3 separate regions of the Sus scrofa genome follow, and all the other regions are linked to region 1. The links are chromatin contacts, called in public Hi-C and promoter capture Hi-C maps. All regions are on one chromosome and are shown on one strand. The core of a region is the stretch at or near the end of the contact, and the rest is flanking DNA. Distances in the headings are between cores, read along the strand shown.

Region 1 (2,608 bases), core at 40-2,539:
AGGAAGGAGGTGGGGGAGTGTCTGTGTGTGAGTATGTGTGTGTGTGAGAGAGAGAGCATTCTAGGAATAGAGATCAGAAGGTGCAAGCTGGAGTGTAAAAGCATAGGGAGAAAAGATGGAACTGAGGCCAGTGTAGCTGGAGCCTGCGGAGCAGTGACAAGAGACTGAAAACGAGGGTCAGGAACATAACGTTCAGGGAGGACCTTGTAGGCCGAGGCAAGGAGTCTGGATATTATCTCAATGCAATGGGAAGCCATAGGATTACTTCAGGCAGGTTGATTTACACTGTTTTTCTTGGTGAAAGATCACGCTGGTAAAACGAGATGTGAAAAAAGGTTGTAATCTCAGAGAATCGAAAGTCAAACGTAGTAACTGTTCACTTCTCCGGGTCTCGGATTTTGCATCTGTAAAGCAAGTGGCATGAGCTAAAAGCCATTTCCTCCCCGCCGCGATGTGCCTAGGCTGGGAGTTTCGACAGCATGGGTCATGTCAGACAAACTGCGGAACTCCCCTCGCTCCGCCGACGCCAAGCACGCAACTGACGCCCTGAAACTGTTGGTCAAGCAAATGAATCAATGAATGGCGGGTCGGGGCTGCGAAGGAGGCGCTCTGGCCGCGGGACCAGGCCCCGGGGCCTGAAAAGAACGCACTACGCGGCACGCCAGAGGCCGCGAGAGCCGGCCGGCGAGGAAAGCGGGGGCCTGCTCCGCCACAGCCAAGCGCGGCGAGGAGGGAGGCCCGGGCCTCGCGGGTTGAGGGCAGGAGGAGCAGGACTCCCGGACCGAGACAGGGAGCTGGAAAAGAAGGCCGAAACGCGGGGTTAAGGAAGGCTTCTGGGCCCCAGGCCTGGCGGCCCGGGCACTTACCGCAGCCGTCGCCAGACTGTGCATGTTGGGAGCGGCCGCCGCTCTCCTCCAACTGCCGGACGCGCCGGACTCGCGTCCCAGCTTCAGCGCCTCTGCCGCCAAAGATGATGAGCCGCCGCAGCCGCCATCCGCCTCCGGCTCGCTCCGCCCCCTTCGCAGCCCTCTGACCTTTCACCTCTGACCCCTCCCACACTACCTCTTCCCGCCTCTCAGCTCTCCAAAGAGTTAACAGTCCTAGAGTTTATCCTTTGTCCCTTAAGATTCAGGACCAGAAGGACGTCTGCCACCTACTAGTCCTCGCATTCCCCGGCTCGGAGCAGGTATCCCCATAGAGGGGCGTGAACTCTGAGCCTCCTCCAGAGGCCAGTAAAGGGCGGGAAAAACCCGGCAGTCTGGAGGGGACAAGTAGTGCGCATGCCCAACAGGGCTGACGCGGAGGGAAATGGTGGGCGGTGCAAAGTGCGTGAGATGGATAGTGCGCGTGCGTACTACGATCAGTACAGGGGCGGGGCTACCTCTGCGAGATTTCCCTCGGTGCTGGGGCGGGGCGAGGGCGTAGGAGGGGCGGAGTTTCCAGGCTTTCGCGCACGCACCTCGTCTGGTCGCGTCGAGTGTGCGTGCGTGCGTGCGTGTTTGCGTGTGGTCACAGTTCCCGCCATCAGCCGCTCTCCCTGACTGGGGGAGTGAGCGGCCCCTCTCTTTCGTGTTTGGTGTCCCTTCCTTCCTTACCCCCAGCTCCTCCCCCTCCGCTTGGACTCCGTGCTTCCGGCAGGCCTGTCCGGCGCTCCGGACTCGCGGGCACAGGTAAGGCGGGCCCGGCGAGCGTCTCCACAGAGCCGTTTTACCCTGGCCCCCCCACCCCCCGCCCCTTGCGGTCCGCCCACTCGGCGTTCACTCCTCTGGAGTTCGTCCGGCTGCTGCTCAGCCCGCCCCCATCCCCGCGACGCCCCCTCTGGCCTCACAGGTACTCTACTTGGGTCTTCCCCCAGGCTTTCCCCCTCCTTTGACCTGGTCTTTTACTGTCACTCGCTCCCCCCCGCAACTCAAACCTGGCTCCTTTTTGCTGGGGGCTGTCCTCCGCTGCGCCCCCCTTAGCGAGGCCTGCTATCACTTAAGGTGACTTCCGTTGCCGCACGTCCATCAGGCCTTGGGACATGATACTGTTTCATTCTATTGACCATTCTTCATCTTCTCTCCCTTAACCATCTCTTAACTAAAAAGCATGAATTGTATTTTTGTCGTGGTTTTGGTTGGTTGTTCCCCATCTTTAGCCATCGGATCAGATTGTCAGGTTTACCCGTTGTAGGTCATGACACGAAAAGATAATTGATGACAAAATCCTCTTTCTGGAGAGTTGGCCTGGAGTAATTTTATAATCCTTTCAAAATGTAGTTTCTGTGTAAATGCCTATTTTGTGGAGGCACTATCCGACATGTCTAACTGGAAAAGCTATCAGAGGATGTCAAGTAGGCAGTTGATTATACTGGGTTTGCGCTCAGAATAGAGTTCTGAGTGGATATATAGGCAGATGTGTGTGTATATAACTATATACAGGTCTGTGCGTGCATGTATATATATCTATATCTATATGTATATATCTGTTATGTTGAAAGTAATTGAAGCTCTGGTTGTGGATGAAATTGCCTAAAAAGAGTACAGTGCTAGAAAGGAAGGGGACCTCGGATGGGGCACTGAGGAATTCTTGGCATTTCGTAGCTGGATAGAGGAGTACAAGTTTTGTA
Region 2 (2,608 bases), core at 46-2,545, 240 kb after region 1:
AGGATGAGGCCAGGGACCCAAATCTCAATCAAATTAGCTCAATTTACGCCACACAAAACCTACTTGTCTCTCCAATTCCACATACTTTCCCACCTCCCCTGCCCCAGTCCTCTGAGAGGCCCATGCTCACATCCAGCAATTCTGTCTCCACAACCTTGGATTCAGCTCACCACCTGAAACTTGGAGAAGTTTCTGGGTCCCACCCTCCCCTGGTGCCACTCCCCATTGGTGGGCAAAGGGTTAAAACTCACCAGGCTAGTCCCACAGCTTTCATGGGGTTCTTGCCCCTCTTTCTGGGAATGTATTCCAGCTCAGGGGGTAGGGGTTCAGGCTCCTCCTTGCACTCTGGGGAGCTCTGGCTTTGCAGTGCCCGGGTCCTGTTCTGGGAAGCCTTGTTAGCTGTGGCTCCTGAGAGAATCCCTGTGGATGGAGGCAAGGAAAGTCAGTGAGAGAGGATGAGAAGGAATCCCGGGGAGGAGTGGTTGTGATCTGAGGAAGGGGAGTGACTGCGGTCTGGAGTAACAAGTGCCAGGGAGAGTCCAGAGGGAAATGGGAAAATTGCCATCGAGGTGGCACCTTTGAAAGCCACTTCCACGTCACTGCGGGCTCATCACCCCGGTGCCAGGAGAGCGAGCTTCGCTGTTCTTCATTTCAGACGGCAGGATGTGAAGGACTGCAGTGGGGCTCACAAGAGGCGTATGAAGGAAATCCGAGAAAAGGTTTCCAAACTGCAGAATGTTAGTACTGGAAGGGAGCGTAAAGGTAGTCTACTCCATCCCCTCATTTTATAGAAGAGGAAACTGACGCCCCGAGAGACGAACTGCTTCGCCCAAGGTCAAACTGCTAATTATCCGTGGCTAGAACCCAAGCCTTCAGAAGCCCAGGGCTCTTTCCTCTGCACTGCGGTGAGTGTGAAACATCTAGAACGCGGGAGTCTAGAAGGCTTCCTCGGGGCTCCCTTTCGCTCCAAGACTCCAGAGTTACGGTGTAACCGGAAGGCTGAGGGGATGGAGTGGGTGACCTCTAGACAGCATCTTTTAGCCCCCTGACTCTTTAAGATCCTGCAGAGGGGTGCAGGCAGCAAACAACACCCTGACCTTCCGCTATCACTGAGCGAGATGTGAAAAAAAAGGGATCCCCTGCAGTCCTACCCTCCCCAGGGTCCCTCTCCTTACCCCGGAGGACGCGGGCATTTCTCGCCCCCCGGCCCTTCAGCGCCGTAGCAGCTACCACCGCCGCCATGTTCAGATCCCACCCCCCTTCACCGCGCTCCCCGCCGGGAATTGTAGTTTGCGTAAGGGGCCTCCCCCGCTCCTTCCGTCTGTCCTACAGATCAGAAACTACATTTCCCAGAAGCCTGCGGAGCGGACCCAGGAGAACTACTCTTCCCAGGAGACCCCGGAGGCGCGCACGCTCGCTTGTTTCTCTCCTGTTGGGGGCGGAGTCAGGCCGGGCGGAGTTTGGGTTCCCCCGACCACGCCCCGGGCTCTTCTCCCAACTCTGCCCTGTGATTGGTGGTTCAGCGAGTCCACCCCCTTCGCTATTGGTCGAGAGGCCGTCGCTCTCTCTGCCGGGTGGTCGCCTACTCCTACTTCCTCCCGGGAGGAGGGGCTCGAGTTCCGCGTCGTCGCGCAGAGCTGACTCTGGGAGGCGTTTGGGCCCAGAGAAGTGGATCCGCCGCTTGCGCCGCATGGAGTCTGAATCGGAAAGCGGGGCTGCCGCTGACACCCCCCACTGGAGACCCTAAGCTTCCATGGTGATGAAGAGATTATCGAGGTGGTAGAACTGGATCCCGGTCCGCCGGACCCGGGTGAGAGCTGCTGATCCTCAGGCCATGGGACAGGAGGCGCTCACCCCTGGCCTTTGACCCTTGCTTCCCCTCCCTCCCCTTCTCCCCCCACCCCACCGGTCAGTCCCACTGACCTCCTTCGCCCTTCCTCTCTCCCCCAACCCCACACTTAGTTCTCAGGCCTGGCCGGGGTGGGGGTTCCCCTGACGCCTCCTCTGGCCCTTCCCCTCACACACCCCCTTCCCATCATCCCCTCGGTCCTCCCTTCCCACACGGTCGCTGGCCAACCCCAGGTCCTCAGACCTCTCCTGTCCTCCGTCCCACACGCCCCCCCTCCTCCCTGCCGCCTCTTCACCCCTTCTGTCTGACCTCACCTTGCTCTCTTGCCACATGACCCACCCCAGCCTCGGGCCTCCCCACGCTTCGCATCCCACTTACCGCCTGTCGAGCCTCGTCTTTTAACCCTCTCCCCAAAGCAGACGACCTGGCTCAGGAGATGGAAGATGTGGACTTTGAGGAAGAGGAAGAAGAAGAGGGCAATGAGGAGGGCTGGGTTCTGGAACCCCAGGAAGGGGTGGTCGGCAGCATGGAGGGCCCAGACGATAGCGAGGTCACCTTTGCATTGCACTCAGGTAGGTGCCTGAGGAGGTCCGTCATAAACTCGGTCCAGGTGGGCACTTGAGCATCAGGCGTCCCCTGTGTAGGGCACGTTATGAGGGACACAGAGGTGGGAAAATGCTGGCCCTGCCCTGGAGGAGCTCACGGGTAGGGGGGCAGTGCGATGGCATGGAGGAGAGCTTGGCTCTTGGAGTCAGTTGA
Region 3 (2,608 bases), core at 37-2,536, 140 kb after region 1:
CGCCTCCTCCACCCCCGCACGGACCTCCAACCATGATCCGCCCACCCTCCAAGCGCCCCTCCACCCGGGCCCCCTGCCCCTGAGGGGTGCGAGGCCCCCCAGAGGTGGCAGGATCTTCCTAGCCTCTGAAGTCATCACCCGGACAGGGAGGAGCAGACCCCTCAGCTCAGACCCGTCAGCCCTGGGAAGCCCGGCCGAGATGGGCGGCTTCCCGGGTCGGTAGTGTGGGCATAGGCCTGGCGCCCACCGGCCTGAAGCCGGGGCACCGCGTGCACTGTCACGACGCTCGGGTCTCCCGGCGGGCGCGCTGGGGACCCTTAGAAGTGGTTACCCCTCTCTGGAGCCTCTGAGAGGCTCGGCGCCTCCACGCGGGGCGCGCAAGTTTGTGGGGAACGTGGCTGTGTGTTGGCGGGAGATGCAACCCACCCCAGTCCGCTGTCACCTCCGCGCCCCCTCCCGCCACCCGACTAGACCGCGGCCCAGAGGGGGCGGAGTCTCAGCTGGTGGCCTGAAGGCGCCCTCTTTTACCCCCCCCATCTCCCAGTCCCATTGGCGCCAACGCGGGGGTGGGGGGGGGGCGACTCTCCGGCACGGTGCACAGCCAGTCTAGGAGACCCGGAGGGCTCCCCTTCTCTACCCCTTCCTCAGTTTCCCCGACTAGAACAGACAGGAGTGCCCCAAAGGCGCCAGGCCCCGCCCCGCGCCTCAGAGCCTCCGCAAGTTCAAACACTCATCCCGCTCCCCCTCGGGTTGGAAGCTTCGGCCCCCGCCGAGGCGGGCGGCCGGGGTGGCGGTGGCGGCTGCCCGGGAAGGTCCCGGGCCCCTCCTTCCTGCGGTGCCCGGGCTGCAGCCCCCTCCGCGCGCCCCAGTACCTTTGCCCCGTAGCGGACTCCGCGCTTCCTCCTTGGTGATCTGAGTAATGACGGCCGAGCTGTCCATGGGGCCGGGCGCGCTCCGCTCCGGCCGGACTCTGGCCCGGGCGCCCGGCCTCCCCCCCGGCTCGGGCCGGAATCGGGGCGCGGGGGGGAGGGGAGGGGTGGGAGGGAGGGATCCCCGCGAGCTTCGGAGGGGAGGGGAGCCAGGTTCTAAGGGGGAGGGGGAGGGAGGGGGCGCGGAGGAAACTTTGTTACAACATGGAGTTTCCTCCCCGCGAGGCGGATGCAAACATGGAACCCGGGCGCCGTTTCAAGGCTCCCCCTTAAAAGGGCAACGGCTTCGGCGTGACCTGGACTCTGCTCGGGCTTTCAACACTTCAGGGGCCGGCGCGGCTCCGCGGGCTGGGAGGCGGGCCCGGCCGGGTTCCTGCCGCGCTCCAGGGGGCGTCGCCTCCCTTCCTGCCTCCCGCCCGCCCGCGGGGCCAAGCCTCTGCGGCTGCGTGGCAGGACCGGCAGCCGGCCCACAGTTCCCCGACTCTTGGCTGCCGGGGGCCAGGCCCCGCCCCCGCCCTGCCCTACCCTACCCTAGCCTACCCAATCGCCCACGCCCAGGAGTGCCCTAGGGCGGTGCGGCTCCTCCCCTGCACTCTCCGAGGGTCGCGGGCTGACAGCTTCTCGGTTTCCTCTTCTGGGAAATGGGAATTACACCATCTGGTCTATAAAGTGGGTCTTCTCTCCGACGGTCGTAAGGCTTATTTCGCAGGGATGTCGTGAGCGTGTAAAGGCTCTTTGCTACCTTCAGACGGCTGTGCAGATCCACACAGTTAAGCTCTTAACTGGGCTGTGACCGCGACTCACCGCAGTCTCTGGCTCCTTCCCCTAAACCCAGAGCTGTAGGGCGTGAAAATGCCAACTGCCTGCCCCGGGATTCCCTCAGCCGCCCCGCCACGTCCACTCCCCGTGCGCACTCCAGCTACCTGACTTTCCCGCCCGGAGCCAAGCGCCTCCACGCGCTTCAGGGCCTTTGTGCGTGCTGTTCCCTCTACGTGAAATGCACTTCCTCCCTCTCCGCATAGCCAAATCCCACGGACCTCGAAGAGGAAATGACACTCTCTCCAAGAGGCCTTCCTAGGTCCTCTACTCCCCAGCCGGCCACTCTGTGACTATTGAGGAAGGGGAAAATCGGACGGCGGCCCCCACGCATTGGTCAACCGTGGACTCAAGCCCTGCAGGCTCAATGCCTGACTATGGGCATCACAGTCATCAATTGTTTGGAGGACCTTGAACACACGTTCCGCCTGGGTCTGTGCAGACAGACCGGCAGGCGCGGGGCCAGCGTTTCCACGCAGATTCTTTACAAAGGAAACTCCCGTGTGGTGCGTGGTTAGGTCTGAGGGTGGTCTATCTTCTTTCTTTCTTTCTTTCTTTCTTTCTTTCTTTCTTTCTTTCTTTCTTTCTTTCTTTCTTTCTTTCTTTCTTTCTTTCTTTCTTTTTCTTTCTTTCTTTCTTTTCTTGTTTATTAAGATCCTTGCATTTGTCGTTATTACTTTTTGTTCACATTTTAAAAATACTAATATCGCCAAGCCTTGACAAACACGCCTCAGCACTTCCTTCCCCCGCGGGCCGCGGGGCGGGGCGGGGCAGGGCGGGCGCGTCCTGTCCCGTCCGGCCGCGGGGTGCGAGCGCGGCGCACGTCCTCCAGGCCCGGAGAAGGGGGGTGCGGAGGGGGCAGA

Evidence for each region. Promoter capture Hi-C pulls out the DNA fragments that hold promoters and counts their contacts. Hi-C and Micro-C count contacts between places; a contact is called where the count stands out from the background.
Region 2: a Hi-C map of liver shows a contact between it and region 1, with 6 times the contacts expected there. The contact joins the promoter of PNKD here to the promoter of CNOT9 in region 1. A contact is called at or near these places in 2 of 5 promoter capture datasets (fetal liver and liver), 4 of 47 Hi-C or Micro-C datasets (alveolar macrophages, heart right ventricle, liver and 1 more) and 1 of 2 datasets of contacts at active chromatin or transcription factors (alveolar macrophages).
Region 3: a contact with region 1 is called in a promoter capture Hi-C map of liver, with 5 times the contacts expected there. The contact joins the promoter of CTDSP1 here to the promoter of CNOT9 in region 1. A contact is called at or near these places in 2 of 5 promoter capture datasets (fetal liver and liver), 7 of 47 Hi-C or Micro-C datasets (alveolar macrophages, blood, epiblast stem cells and 3 more) and 1 of 2 datasets of contacts at active chromatin or transcription factors (alveolar macrophages).

What each region holds. Positions count from the first base shown.
Region 1 is chr15:120,589,035-120,591,642 of Sscrofa11.1, reverse strand. CNOT9 (cell differentiation protein RCD1 homolog) reads right to left here and starts at 1,289. Exons shown (of 9, transcript XM_001925220.5): 1 at 867-1,289. The coding sequence starts at 890. It overlaps USP37 (ubiquitin carboxyl-terminal hydrolase 37), which reads left to right and starts at 1,413. Exons shown (of 24, transcript XM_003133658.6): 1 at 1,413-1,670.
Region 2 is chr15:120,344,228-120,346,835 of Sscrofa11.1, reverse strand. It overlaps PNKD (probable hydrolase PNKD), which reads right to left and starts at 1,295. Exons shown (of 10, transcript XM_021076195.1): 1 at 1,176-1,295; 2 at 252-420. The coding sequence starts at 1,242. It overlaps AAMP (angio-associated migratory cell protein), which reads left to right and starts at 1,385. Exons shown (of 12, transcript XM_021076200.1): 1 at 1,385-1,724; 2 at 1,727-1,810; 3 at 2,269-2,421. The coding sequence starts at 1,691.
Region 3 is chr15:120,449,327-120,451,934 of Sscrofa11.1, reverse strand. It overlaps CTDSP1 (carboxy-terminal domain RNA polymerase II polypeptide A small phosphatase 1), which reads right to left and starts at 1,286. Exons shown (of 6, transcript XM_021076473.1): 1 at 873-1,286. The coding sequence starts at 939.